Regions from separate parts of the Mus musculus genome. Here region 1 is linked to region 2. A link is a contact called in public Hi-C data. All regions are on one chromosome and are shown on one strand. Each heading gives the region's core, a stretch centred on a gene start, on an enhancer-like site or on the middle of the called end of the contact. The rest is flanking DNA. Distances are from core to core; before and after follow the strand shown. Region 1 holds the start of Vamp4 (vesicle-associated membrane protein 4). Region 2 holds the start of Dnm3 (dynamin 3).

Evidence for each region. A called contact is a pair of places that touch in the nucleus more often than the background predicts.
Region 1: a contact with region 2 is called in a Hi-C map of cardiomyocytes, with 12 times the contacts expected there. The contact joins the promoter of Vamp4 here to the promoter of Dnm3 in region 2. A contact is called at or near these places in 4 of 39 promoter capture datasets (cranial neural crest, embryonic stem cells and hippocampal neurons), 8 of 484 Hi-C or Micro-C datasets (the N1E-115 cell line, cardiomyocytes, embryonic stem cells and 3 more), 2 of 115 datasets of contacts at active chromatin or transcription factors (effector CD8 T cells and embryonic stem cells) and 2 of 9 other capture datasets (adipose tissue and pancreatic islet).

The regions. Positions count from the first base shown.
Region 1 is chr1:162,569,166-162,571,975 of GRCm38.p6, forward strand. It overlaps Vamp4 (vesicle-associated membrane protein 4), which reads left to right and starts at 1,350. Exons shown (of 8, transcript NM_001356527.1): 1 at 1,350-1,615.
Region 2 is chr1:162,476,702-162,479,779 of GRCm38.p6, forward strand. Dnm3 (dynamin 3) reads right to left here and starts at 1,333. Exons shown (of 21, transcript NM_001038619.2): 1 at 962-1,333. The coding sequence starts at 1,122. Gm31985 (a long non-coding RNA gene) reads left to right here. Exons shown (of 3, transcript XR_373653.3): 1 at 1-174.

The sequences.
Region 1 (2,810 bases), core at 100-2,599, 92 kb after region 2:
AAGGCATTATGACTAAATACAAAGAAAAATAACAGATTACTCATAAGAATAATAAGGCATGTATGAATGACATGTCCATTGTAGCTCTACTATCGTATTTCCTTATGCTGTTAACAGACAAGGACATTAACTAGCTAAGGAAACAAGGCAAGGAAGTTCGGCATAGTAAGCAAATATACGGATAAAATCATCAACTGAAGGGGCTGGAGAGACGGCTCAGTGAGAAAAGGCACTTATCCTTCTTGTTAACGACCCAGGTTCAATTCCTAGCACCCACATGGCAGCTTGCAACAGCCTGTAACTCCAGTCCCAGGGGATTTGAAGTCCTCATCTGATCTTTAAGAGCATCAGGCATACACATAGTAGTGTATGCACATATATGCATGCAGCCAAAAACACCCATACACATAATAAATCTTTTAAAAACATTAAATAAATAGAAACAAACAAACAAAAGACCACCTCTGGGCTGTCTAGTGACTCCGTGATAATCTCACTACCATGCCCTGCCAGAGACACAGACTAAGATACCTTCTATCTGGGCAGGCCATTTCAGTCCAAGTCAGCCAAGTTGTGAGGAGAAAACTCTCAACCAGTGAGCCCAACAGCAACCCTAACTAAAGATCGGGTGAAAGAGGGCTTTCTCCTGGAATTTTCCTCCTCCGGTTTGTTTTCTTGTCCCTGAGCATCTTTTCTTATTTTTGTGTCTATCAAATAACTGGCAATATATTTCCCCACAGTTTAAAAACTCTTAACAAAGGACTAATAACCATTAAGCTTAAAAGACTTGGAGGAGGATAAATTAAAAAAAAAAAGAAAAGAAATACACATTTCTACAGTTTTGGACTAAGTCTATCAACGCCAGACTTCTTTAAATAAATATGTCAAGCAGAGACTGTAAAGGAGATGAATTATTGGCAGAATGGCAATGTAAGGGTGGTTTCCCGCCTGAATCCCTATGTTTGGATCCTGCCATTTAGGCTACAAGCAAAAGGAATGAAACTGAGTAACCCTCAGCAATTTTGTAAATGGTATCAGACAGATATTTTATCACATGCGGCCCCTTTTACTCAGGTCCCTCAGACAGCCCGCAAAGTAGCATCTTCTACGGGACCTACATCCTAGTCACCCTTTCAGCTCCAGTTGAAAGACTTCTCAGCGTTCCCTACTCATCCCATGTACAACCCACGTGCTCCTCCATCGGATCTGAACGTCACAACCCCGGGGGATTCTCCCGGGTTCAAGAAAGACGGAAGCGATCGACCCGCTCAGGGTCTCCATTGCCTGAACATGTCCCCTCCGCCAGAAGACAAGACCCGGAGCGCCGAGACGCTCGATCTCCGTTGCCTGAGCCTGCCCCCTTGCGCCCTCTCCAGGACTCGGAGTACCGAGCGGCTCGATCTCCCTCGCCTGAGCCCGCCCCCTCTGCCCAGCGCCAGGCGGCGGAGCGCCGAGTCGCTCGATGAGCGGGGGCGCTGCAGCAGAGCGGAGCGGTGGCGGCTCTGCGCCTTCGGCCTTCCCCCTCCCACCCTTCTTCCTCCGCTTCCCGCTCCCTCCCCCGCCTGCCCTGCGCTGCCAGCAGGGACTGCTGCCGGGAGCCCATCGGAGACCGCAGGTATCCCGCCCCGGCGCGCCTGAGCAGGCAGGAAGCCAGGCGACGCCCCTGCCTACCGCCCCCAACGTCCGCTGGGGCTGGGAACCGGCCTGCGCGAGGGTCGGGTCGCGAGTGGGGAAGGCCGGGGGCCCGGGGTGTCCTGAGGAAGGGGCGCGAGGACTGGGGAGGGGCTGGGGCGGCCGAGGAGCTTTGAGATCGAGTTGCCCTCCAGGGGGAGAGCTGTTCCCGAGGGGGCACCTGTACGGGGAGTCGGGGGCCAGAGTTCCGAGCAGATGTCGGGGTGCGTGGCCTGGGGTGGCGGCGGCGAAGGGAGCCGAGGAATTGGCCAGAGAGGCTCGCCTGAGGTCCTTCCTCGGGGGTTCGGAGAAAGCGCGCATCCCCGCTGTGCTTAGAATGACCCGGGGGTGGAGGTGAATCCTTACACGTAACAGGTTTTGCGAGTAAGATTTCCAGTCACGATTTGCGTGGAACTGTTACCAGCCGAGACTGCAGATGAGAAATGAGGAAGAACTGGCGAGGGGGATGGAGGCTGAGCAAAGGAAAGCCGTGCCCAGCCAGATTCGAGCTTTTTTAGCGAAATGAAATAGAGCTTGTTTTGTCGAGGTAAAAAGCCAGTGTAGATTAAACAACAGGTTAGAAGTGCGTTACATGTAAAGCCACGGAATAGAGAACGTACTACAGAAGATGCATACGAGAGATTTGAGCAAGCGGGGAAGTACACGTAAGAGTCGTGCGATGTTGACACTTCAGTGAACCGTGTGGTGTTCCATCCACGACGTGGAAAGACATCACGATGACTCTTACTACGTAGACACGTTAACGACAAGAATATTTTTGGTAGGAGGAACTGTAGGCAGAATGGAGTCAACTCTGATTTCTGAGTACAGTTTATTTACGCTACTTATTTTTAATCTGTAAATATCATTAGTTGCGGGTAGTTCCAGGGTAGCTCGTTTATCTATCTGCTGATTTGCTGGTGGTTTGTTTATTTGTCTAGCCTGAGTTTGCTTCCTTCCTCAAACTGATAGCTTGGATTTTAGAACTTGAATAAGAGGTTTACTCCTCATTACGTTTTAGTGTCATACCGTGTAAAGACATTTTGTGAATTTGCTTGATCCCTCTCTCCTGTTGGCTAAGATCAGCTTTTGCTGTTAGCTAAGATCAATATCTGTTATCAGCCAGTTGTTTCTTTTGG
Region 2 (3,078 bases), core at 83-2,582:
AGTGCAAGAGAGATGCTGGTCAGTTCTGAGATGGTGCAGGAATGACAAGGCACCTGAACATCGCAAGTCCACGGTCATCCCTGGAGGTCTCGGGTTTTCAGTCATGCCTGAGCAGTGAATGGGTGCACACTCATAAACACACCACCGTTTATTCTTCAGCTCCCAAGGCGAATGGTAGGCAAGCATCTCCCCGTAAGCCTTCACCACAGGGATTTCGGGGTTCACACACCCCGCCTCCCCTGCTCGGGGCAGGCGATGACTGTTTCAAACAGTGTAAGCCTTCACCACAGGGATTTCGGGGTTCACACACCCCGCCTCCCCTGCTCGGGCAGGCGATGACTGTTTCAAACAGTGTAAGCCTTCACCACAGGGATTTCGGGGTTCACACACCCCGCCTCCCCTGCTCGGGCAGGCGATGACTGTTTCAAACAGTAAACAGCTGAGATGAGAGTCAGGGACAGGGGATGGGGGGCCGGGGCGGCGGGGGGGTGGGGTGGGGGAGAGGGGGGTGTGGACGAAGAAGGAGGGGTACATCCCGGCTGAGAGCTTCCAGGAGAGTGACAGGGAAAGGAGAGGGGTGTTGAGAAAGAGAACTGGCGACTGGAAAGCACCAGGCTGCGCTTCCAGGCTGCCAGGGGCTGGCGCGCACCAAGCCAGCGAGGGAAGTGGATCCCAGGGCGTACCCCGACTCCCCCACCGAGGGTGGGGAGGAAATGGCTTTGTATGGCAGGATGAAAGGCAGACAGGGGGTCACCACCGGGTAGAGAATGCTGGGGCGAAGGATGCTCAGAGCAAGGAGGACCCCGCCCGCTCTAGAAACACTAGTGCTCTGCCTCCAATCCGCTGCAGCCTCTAGTCCACCCTCGGGGCTCCCCACACCGTTCCATGTTCCAACGGCCTGAAGCACGGGGCTCCCCCCACCCCCACGGACGCGCCCCCACCGCGCTCCCGGTGCGCTCACCTGCCCACGAAATTCTCGAGCACTGAGCTCTTGCCGGCGCTCTGGCCGCCCACCACGGCGATCTGTGGCAGCTCTAGCAGACAGCTCTGTCCCAGAGCCGAGAAAGCGTCCTGCAGACGGTTCACCAGAGGGATCAGCTCTTCCATCTCCCGGTTCCCCATCTTGCCTGTGCGGCCAACTGCCCCACAGGTCCCTGTTCGACTGTGTGACCTGGCAGGCAGCCCAGGCCTCGAAGCACTTGTCCCGGTTGTCGCTGTGCGGGGCTCACACGGCGGAGTCCCTGCACCGATGTCCGATCCCTGCCTCCCACTGCTAGGATCCTGACAGCTCACAGCCCACGACGCGCTTGCGCAGCCCAGAGAGGCGAAGGAGGCGTGGCCTGGTCCTGAGACGGTCACGCCCACACCACGCCTCTCGCCCTGCTTCTCCCTAGAGTTTCCAATCCTACTGGCCTACGGTTGGACTGCCTCCCAGCTTCAGTCAGATGCCACTGCCCAGGCTAAAGGGCAGAGTACTGCACTTGGTCAAGGAAAAGCCTAAAATCACACCCAACAGGAATTGTTGTTCCTTTTGAAGGAGCTAAACCACACAGACGAAGCCTAGAGGAAAGCACTACCATCTACCATCAGCTAACAGCACGTTGACATCAGCTTCACCATGCACCACCACCACTGTACGCACCAGAATACATTTCCCAAAAGGAAATCTCACATTTCACCCCCTACTCCAAAACCCCAGATTGCTGTGGGATGCAGAGATAAACTGGCCTTTTAGAGTCAATCCCCATTAGAAAACTGGGTTACCTGACCTTATTGAAGTACTCATCATTACCAGCCTGTCCTACTCTACCTTCTGTAAGCTAAAGTGTAGTTCCTTGAACCTTTCTGTTCCCTACTCCTACCATACTCATTCTGGCTTTTAGAATTCCTTGCCTGAGCTAACTGTCCTTTTAGCTCCTGGTCAGGACAAAGAGATTGGCTGTTGAGTCCATTGTAACCACGCAGTCTGCACTCGATCCGTTAAATTTAGCACACTGAGAAGAGTCTGTGCCCGGAGATGGAGACACGAAGATAAATGGCCATGGTTCTTCACCTCCTTATCGTGGTCCTGTTTCCTGTGCATTTTGAATACTGATACCTCTCAGGATTTAGTGCGCAATATTTACTTGTCCTGCACATCTTCCATCTGATGATTGCCCAATGGCTTTAAGTAACCTAAAGACTAGAGACTACATAGGAAAATGTGTTGCATCTCTAGCACCCTGGGGTCTTCACTGTCACTTAGGCATCACCATTGCACTATTGCCCTTCTAGGACAACAGTGAACCAAGTCTGAGCCTGCCCCACGTTTCCTAGGCTCGGTGGCTCTCTGGATATGCTATATGATAGCTGAGTCAGTCTTTCACTTTTCATGCCTGCAAAACCAGTACCACATGGAGTACAGAGCCATGCTTTGCTGCCGGTTTGGGATGGAAACTTTGGACCACTATTGCAGCAACCTCTACGCACTGACCCTGAGGAGCTGGTGGCAGGGACGTCTGTGGCAGAAGAGGGTGGAGGCTGGTCATATTGCATCTATAGTCAGAAGGCAGAGTTAAACGGATGCTGATCATCAGCTACCTTTGTCCTTCCTAGGCAGTCAGAAATCTCAGAAATCCCAACACGTGGAGTAGTCCCACCTTAACTAACCTAGCTAAAGACACGCCCAGAGGTTTGTTTCCATGGTGATTCTAGATCCTTCCAAGGTCAATGTATTTGATATAAAGAAATGATTATGGTTAAATAAAGTCATAATGGTGGAACTCTAGTTTGAAAGAGCTAGTGTTCCTGTAATAAAAGACACCAGAGACCCAGCCCCATCTGCCATACAAAGACACAACAAGATGGCAGCCATCTTCCAAGCAGAAAGATGGCCCTCACCAGGACAGATCAGCAGACATCTTGACCTTAAACTTCCCAGCCCTGAGAACACTGGATAAAAGTGTCTTTTAAAGTTATGCAGACAATGGCATTTTGTTATACGATTCAAGCTTACTGCAGATGTAGGGTGTATTTAAAGGAACCTGTGATGGAAACCAGGGAGCAATGACTGCCTCTGCAGAGGGTCATGGATAGCAT